2 separate regions of the Bombyx mori genome follow, and region 1 is linked to region 2. The links are chromatin contacts, called in public Hi-C maps. All regions are on one chromosome and are shown on one strand. Each heading gives the region's core, a stretch centred on a gene start, on an enhancer-like site or on the middle of the called end of the contact. The rest is flanking DNA. Distances are from core to core; before and after follow the strand shown.

What was found. A called contact is a pair of places that touch in the nucleus more often than the background predicts.
Region 1: a Hi-C map of middle silk gland shows a contact between it and region 2, with 1.9 times the contacts expected there. The contact joins the promoter of LOC101742553 here to the promoter of LOC101737958 in region 2. A contact is called at or near these places in 2 of 7 Hi-C or Micro-C datasets (middle silk gland and posterior silk gland).

Annotation. Positions count from the first base shown.
Region 1 is chr21:9,251,841-9,256,309 of ASM3026992v2, forward strand. LOC101742553 (GPI mannosyltransferase 2) reads left to right here and starts at 2,415. Exons shown (of 2, transcript XM_038018341.2): 1 at 2,415-2,565; 2 at 2,641-4,469. The coding sequence starts at 2,646. The coding sequence ends at 4,244. LOC119630088 (a long non-coding RNA gene) reads right to left here and starts at 2,291. Exons shown (of 2, transcript XR_005245905.2): 1 at 982-2,291; 2 at 1-893. LOC101740241 (ubiquilin-1) reads left to right here. Exons shown (of 11, transcript XM_004929620.5): 11 at 1-701.
Region 2 is chr21:8,461,232-8,465,365 of ASM3026992v2, forward strand. It overlaps LOC101737958 (G kinase-anchoring protein 1), which reads left to right and starts at 2,385. Exons shown (of 7, transcript XM_004929601.4): 1 at 2,385-2,514; 2 at 2,709-2,925; 3 at 3,385-3,501; 4 at 3,662-3,851. The coding sequence starts at 2,749. It overlaps LOC101737826 (leucine-rich repeat protein 1), which reads right to left and starts at 3,170. Exons shown (of 4, transcript XM_038018513.2): 1 at 3,104-3,170. The coding sequence starts at 3,155.

The DNA.
Region 1 (4,469 bases), core at 1,165-3,664, 790 kb after region 2:
ATAAGTTTATGTAAATAGTTTGCTTTTCCACTGAAAAATCTTTTGCACTACCATGCATATGGTATTATAAAAACTACATAGCATTTTATAGAATAAACTTAGTAAACTGTATGTATGATGAAGTAATAGATAGTTGTTACACAACAATCAGCTAGAATATCTTAGCAATTGTATCTTCTCAGCAATATAATATTAACAAATTGCAATAAATTATATAAACTGTCAAAAACTGTGTACCAATTAATTAACTAATTAAATTATAAATTCATAAGTGACTGGAAAGGTGAGGCTTAGTTTTATTTTAAAATTTCTTTAAAAATATTTTAATATTTATGATCAGAAACATTCATAATATGATAAAATTTCGCTTGTAGTGTACTTTGTAGCGAATTGATTTTCAATTGTAAAAGTCTGAAGAATTAACTTCGTTTCTTTGTTAAAATAAAACACCAATAATAATTATTCAGAAATAAAAAGTTTCTCATACTTTCCCTACACGTAAAAGTCCTTATTTTATAATAAAAAAATCAATAGAAAAGTAAATTAACGATATTTCTAAATCTGTCCACCAGTATCGCCAATGTAATAGAAATGTACTGTGTGATGTATCCTAGACTGCTAGAAATGTCTTGATTTGAATGAATCTGGGTGTAACGTAATTGTGACATAATGCAACTATTATAAATAAATACAAAAAGGAATCCGTGTTTCATTTCACATATTACTTATATACATTACAAATTAGTCTTAAATACATATCGACGCTTGAAAGGCAAACGTGACTAAGCGACAATAACTGCTTTGTACATAAATGATAGGCAATAACCATATTATTGGAACGAAGCTCCTTACGGCAGGTTTTGAGGAAATGGGGATTTTACTGCGCGACCGAACTGAAAAAAAGTGTGAGACTGACCGTTAGAAAAACATAAAACGGAAATGCTATAGTCATATACATACAAAGCGAATAGTTTATAATACCTTTCTCTTTTTCTTTCTTTCTGTTCTCTCATCCCTTCTCTTTTTAATCCCACTCCGCCTCGCCAATGCTTAAAGGCTTATTACATTTGGCTGAATTTAGTCGACTGTTCTAAATTCAGTTACTGAATCAATTGTCAGTTTAAACGCGACGAAGTAAGATGTGACGTGTGCGTAAGAGGATAGCCCCAGTATTGTCTAGACAACAACAAAATGTTTGTTTTTGTTTCAATTTCTCAAAATAAAAACAAGAATATCGGTGAAGAAATATTTATTGCTGTGCGGAATGTTAGCAAATATGAACATTATTAGTGATTTAGAACCAGCAGACTTCAAAAAATATCTATAAATGGATTCGATCTCGTTTGACCTATTAATAAACCTTGTGACACCGTTTATAAAAAAGCAGGATACTATCCTACGATAGTCTATTATAATCAATTATTCTATTATAATATAATTAATATCTACTAAATGCGATTGCACCTTCCTAAATGCGTTTCTAATTAGGCTTCTAAATGATTCAGTCAGTCAGAAACCATCCTTGCTACTGAATTCAGTAGACTAACTTACTTAATGCTATTACACTTGACTGAATTAAGTAGCGACTGAATTCAGTCGTCTGAATTCAGCCAAGTGTAATAAGCCTATTATTCTAAAATCATGAATTCATGTACAAGCAACGCGCATGCGCATTAAAAACAATCCAAAAGAATCGACAACGAGATGTGGTACTACTATTGAGCATCAATAGTTTTTAAAGAATTTGCACAAAATAGAATCGCAAAATTCGGAAACATATGAACCTGTCTTATTTTAGTTACCACAAGCCAATAGTTTCAGAAATAGAATTTAATGATGAGAATTGATTACTAAAAATTACCTATTTTAATATTAATATGCTTTTTTTATTTATTATAAATAATGAAAAGCAGCAGATATTAAGCATTTCAAACTTATTATTGGGGTATTGAAAGACTTTTTATTATAAATAATTAAAAGCAGCAGATATTAAGCAATTCAAACTTATTATTGGGGTATTGAAAGACAAAATATATTATGTACCTATTGAAGTTAAGAAGTTGACGTGAATTGATATTATATAGTTGAATTCTATAACTTTATCGTTCATAGCTATGACAGGACACGCCCGGGCGCCCGTAGTAATTAGTAAATATTTTCTTTAATAAAAATAAGTGTATTAAACTTAATAAATACTATCTATGCTTTTAAGCCTTTACCCTAAAAAACTTTCAGATTGATTGATCGACGGGAAGTTTTTCCACTGAATTAATCTTTATACTTTTCTGGTTTTTAGCTTTTATTTTGTCCACTATCCTAGTAGTAATACATAATTTGTAAACATTATGATTTTTTAATTTAAAGAGTCAGTTGTCTCACAATCCATTGCGTTTGCGATTTTGGAAAAACTACCATATCTTACTGTCATTAATTGGTTAAATGTCAACGTCTTCATAATTTTAACACAACATTGAACGATTTGAAATTTAAATCTATATTTATTAAATTATTTAAATTCGGTCGTACACAAACGATGTGCTTGTGATTTAACCACAAACAGATAAGGTAATAACGTTTTTTATTATAGTGCTAGACTACTATTAGTAATATTTAAACCTAATTTAATTCCTAATTCCGCAGAAATCATGTATTCACCGCGACAAAAGCTTATGTGGTTTGCGTTTAATTCAAGAATGATAATAATTTTATTGCAAGCTGTATCGAATCTCATCATACCTGATCACGACGCTAAGGTTTTCGTCAGCCCGGAAGACCCCACTATGTACAAAAGTTGGTTAGATAATATAGTTTATAAACTTTTTGGCGGTTTTAAAAGATGGGATGCTCAATATTTTATACACATTGCTCAGTATGGATACACGTATGAGAATTGTTTAGCATTTTATCCGTTTTACCCCTTGAGCGTGCGATATTTTGCCTACGGACTAAATAGCGCTATTGGAACATTTCTTAATTTTCATAGTTGCTTATTATTATCTGCGACAATAATTAACATCTGTTTGTTTTTGAAGTCTGCAGACATCTTGCATCAATTAAGCTTGAGAATCTTAAAAAGTGAATGTAGAGCTTATAAGTCTGTCATATTGTATAGCATTAACCCTGCAAGTATTTTTTTTTCTGCTCCATATTCTGAGACACTATTTGCTTGGATGTCATTCTACACAATGTTGAAATGCACAGACAGTGAAACATTAAGGTTTGCTAATATTGATATATTGAGTGGCATACCTGCAGGGCTTTCAATGATTACAAGATCAAATGGTATTGTAAATTTGGGTTTTATATTTTATACAAGTTTTAAGAATATTATTGAAAGAACACTTCCTGAAATTGTGTACAAATATAAGACATTAAAGTGTAGGATAATACTTCCTTTGTTATTGTTGCCTTTATTCATATCATTCATGGCACTGGTCTTAACTATAATAATTGCAATTATACCTTTTCTTTTGGTTCAAACTTACAATTATTTTAAATATTGTGTACCTAGTGAACATAATTTACCTGAATTTTTAATAAATGCAGACTATGTTTTGCCTGGTACAGCTGAGAGTCCTTGGTGTAATTACTCAATACCTTTATCCTACAGTTATATTCAAAGTCAATATTGGGATGTAGGGTTTTTAAAATATTACAAATTAAAGCAAATCCCTAATTTCATTCTTGCTGCTCCTATACTTATTTTATTAAATTATTATTGTTTAGTGTATTTTTTTAACAATTTTAAGCTATGTTTGAAACTTGGTTTAAAGTTCAGTTCATTAGGTGGTTACTCAACCAAGACTTCTTGCAGATCAAAACAGTGTGCTAAAGGATTTGGTGCAAATGATCCTGTTCTTTACTTATATGTGGTTCATGTATTTTTACTATCTATATTTTGTATTTTTTTTGTTCACATTCAAGTTACAACTAGACTCCTGGCTTCCGCTAGCCCTGTATTGTACTGGATTTGTTCAAGTAAATTAAATGCTGGTCCTACTCCGACATCTGAACAAAACACTATTAATGAACATTTCCGTGAAATTACAACAGGAAAGAAAATTCCATCACATCATTTGTCTATTGCCAATTTAGAGGGATTAGACAACATGTACAGCAAATGGAAAACTTTTATAATATCAAGAAAAATGCTTGATTTTCAATCTCGCTTGATACAGTATTATTTTATAGGGTACTTTGTTGCTGGTACAATTTTGTTTTCAAACTTTTATCCGTGGACATAGAAAATGTACAGTATAAAATAACATATCCTTTTATGAATCAATTATGTGATTGTTTAGAAGCATATCAGATGTTTAATTATTTAACTGTTATTCAGCATAAAGAATCAAAGGTAGCAAGCAATCTAAGAAGTTTGAAATTAAATAGGGGACCATAACTTAGGAAATGTAGGCAAATCTTATGTTAATTTTGAATTCTCAATATTTGTTTTAAATGTTTTTGGAAGG
Region 2 (4,134 bases), core at 1,135-3,634:
ATAGGCAATATTCACATTGTGGTTTCTGAGCCCCAATGGCTATTTAACATTAATGTCCATTTTAACCTAACTTATATGGATTTTACAACAATCTTAAAATAAACGCATTACCAGTTTTAAATCCTTTCCTAATTCTTCTTAAAAAATAGCATTAGTTTACTATTTGAACTACTGTAAGTTAAAGATAAAAAAATAAGCATCTTTTGATATTAAGCTCTTACCAAATTCAGGAGGCAGTTTTTCAATTTCATTATTGCTTAGATCAAGAACAGCAAGGTGTTTGAGTAATAAGATGTCCCTCCGAAAATTACATAGTTTCAAACCACTAAGGTACAAAGACTGTAAGGTTCTAGGTAGACCTTTAGCAGGAAATTGACTTCTATCACTAATAACAAGTTTAACAGGGGCATTGTTTTTAGCTGTAACGCTTAAGCTTGAGAGGGGTGAAAGATGTAAAGCTTTCTCGTCACCAGTGATACAGCTGCGTAGTAATTTCATGAAACATTTTAGTTGAATAGATTCACTTTTTATACACAAATCGTATGGGGGTTCCTCAAACCTAATTGTAGATTTTCCTTCATTTATATACTTAACAAATACTTGTTTAATAGATTTCACACGATATTTAGTTCCAGTTTTGTTAAGTGACGAAAAATGTAAAATGAAATATTCAGTTTCACTTTTTGGCTCTTTTCCCAACGCTAATGTTGATTTTAAGTATTTGCCATTATTTCTTAAGTTAAGAGCACTATGTAATCTATTTATAACTTCTATTTGGCACTGTATTTTCATAATCCTTATTTAAAAAAATCTCAAACGTTTGATTGCTTTTAATAAAGTTGCTCGAGTAATTTATATCAAGCAAAGATTAATTATTCCAACAAACAAAAACAATATGGTTACGAAAGTACACGCGAAAAATAAAATATAGCTGATAATTTATGAATGTGATCAAATTATAAAAAGAGTCAGAAAGACTATCAGCACATCTGGTACGGTACGTTTTGAGTTTTAAATTTTGTTTTGTTTTGAATGAATAAAGTTTGTAGGTAGGTAACTTCAAACTGTTTGATTTTTTTATGGGAGTTTATGACCTGGTAACTAAGACCTTTAGGTTAAGTTTTATTTTAATTTATATTCATAATTTTATGAAAAATGATAATATGAAGTGAAATGAAATGAAGTTGACTAATATTAAAACATGGCATGGCACGAAATTAAATGAAACGAAATGAGAGAGAGACTTTTTCAGTGGGCTTTTTGAAGGATCCCGAGAAGCTACGTCAAGCGGCTTTGTTTCATTTTCCCACATTTGTGCACCTTCACAAATATTAAACAGTTAATAAACCACCGTTATTACACATTTAAACCTGAAGAAACAGTAAATAGACAAAATAAAACAAATCACACAACTTCACTCCTCGCGTTCGCGCAAAAGGTCTTAAATCCCTTAAAAAAATAATCTTTTCAGTGTCCAGTGCTGCCACTTTGGTGGTTTTCCCACCAGAACTGGTGATTTTTCGAGGCGTTCAGCGGTATTTTTTCATTATTTATCGTTTTCATTATTTTTAGTGGTTTTTGGTGGTTTTTCATTAAGGAATCTGGCAACATACTTTTGATAGGGAAATCCCTCAATGTTCCGGAATTTCATGATGATGTTTTCAGCCTAGGTACTCTATGACCGGAGAATTCCTAGGCAAAGTCATTTGTTAATGAATGTTTTGTATTTAGTTTGCCCCGTTCTAATGCGGGTATCGAAAGATTTAGTGTAATGAACATTGTAAAAAGTAAACTGCGAAACAGGATGACTGGTCCACTTTTAAATGCCATTATTTTTATAAAAAATAGGCTTAAAGTTATTGATGGCTAGTGTTTCAACTATGAATTACTAAGCGATGTTCTAGCAGCTATTGGTCAAAAAAATGCTCTTACAAAACCACACGACGACAGCCATCAACACCTTTAGCGTCGACATCGTTGACGGTAGCATCTACGAGTAAGACCGATGATGATGTTGTAGAAGATTTTTCATTTGATAGTCTAGAATTTTAATTTTCACATTTTTTCTCTTGATTTTTAATCTTCTAATTCTTATTTTTACTCTTCTGTTTAAAAAATAAACATATTATTGTGGTTTTATTTTACTACCTATAGAATATTATGAGCCAGTTTTACAATTTCCAGATGAGTTCCCGTAGTCTATAGCTAACGAATCGTTCATTCAAAACTATCATTTAACCAATAGTAGATAATATCTCTTATTACGGAACTGATGAAACTGACCCTAAACATAATCGACTTAGGGTTTCTTTAGTTTGATTCAAGTTCAAAAATTTAGCGGAAACCACCCGTTTTCTTAGTAGCAAAATTTCCGAAATCTGGCGACATTTTTCTCTTGGCCTAGCGCCTTAAAATAATCTGAGGTGGCAACATTGTCAGTGTCTGCAGTCTGTTTATTCAGTGTTTTCACTTTTCACTGTTTTCACTACTTTTCACTTTGAAAAGCTGTAAAAGGTGGGCACCATAATTAGTATTAAACGATTTCGTTAAAATTTAAACTTATCTAGACTAATACAATTAGACTAGTCAAAGATATTTTTTTCTGTCAATTAAACATTTTTGTAATAATATTGAAAGAAAAAGTAAAAACTGGAGCTTTTTTAGTCGAAGGTGATTAAATATGTTTTAAAAACATAGTTTTATTATAGATAGACATACACACAGAACTCAGAAATTAAAACTGTAAAAATGGCTGCTCTTGTCGTACAATCTCGTTTTGCTGGTCTAATGATAGAAGATGATGATCACCCAACAAATAGCGATGAACAAAAACATAAAAAAGCCAAAACTAATTCTGCCAAAAAATCAGAACTTCTGAAGAAACCCAAAAACAATAATAACAACAACAACAACTGTAAAACTCAGGTAAAAACATGTACAGATTCACGAAAATATATTATTTGCCGAAAATTGTTATTCCTTTTCTGTCTTTTTCAGACAACAGAAAAAGACAGTGTCTTCAGCACTTGAAGACACTGTCTTTTTTGTAATTCTTAAATTATAAAAACCATAACTACTGTTTATTTCTTTTGACTTAACTTACCTAACTGCCAGACTGGTTGCCAACCAATAAAGTTTATAGGATAATATGTCATTTATTTTGGTGAGTCAGAGAATGACAAACCATTTATAATCAGGTAGGAGGAGTACCCTCCTTTGGATGGCAAAAATATGAAATTCAACTAATTTAACGTTTGAAAACACTAGATTATAAATTTTACATTTTTAAAGATCTGAAAGCTACACAGGGGATAATGACAGAAATATTCAAACATATTATTTCACTGTGCATTGTGCCTGTGTAAGAAGGCAGTCATTTTCTAGTCAGCTGGTAAGAAGAAGAAGACTAAACTTGGTGAATCTACTGAAGCACAATGGGCACAATGGAAACAAAAAGATGAAGAAATGGTTGATGGCAATTTTGAATCTGAACTCCATCAGGTATAAATAATCTCTATTAAAAAGTAGTAAAGAACAGGTCAATGTTATTATTATGAATTGTTTTTTTTTATTTAGATGCATTATGACCACATAATTAAACTATAATTATTTAATCACACTGAAATAATATTATTTTACTTTGTCAATCTTATCTTACTAGGCTATTCTTTTGTCTAAACTGGATTATGAAGAGAAGAAAGATGTATATAAACAATTGAAAAAGGATGTTGATGCAGCAAACAAAGTTGCAGAAGTTTCTCGTAATGTTAAGAAGTTGAAGAAGAAAAATGTGATGTGTCTGGAGCAGTTCAACGGCATTGTGAATTCTACTGAAAATAGTGATGTAAAATGTAAGGCTGATACTGTATGATTACTTTGAAATTTAACTTGTGCAGCTGGTAGGGTTAGATAGGATCACTAAACTGACCAAAATGTGTCCTTATGTGATGCTAGAAGTGTCATTGGGTGAGGGGACTTAAAGTATAAGTAATTTAATCAATCTTGCTACAGGAATATAATAAAAATAATTTGCTTGCAAAATTTGGTTATGTGGTGTCTGCCAAGAATAGCACCAACCCATCCATTTATCAAATGTGATATTTTGTGCGTAACTAAGTTCATGCTGCTATAGAT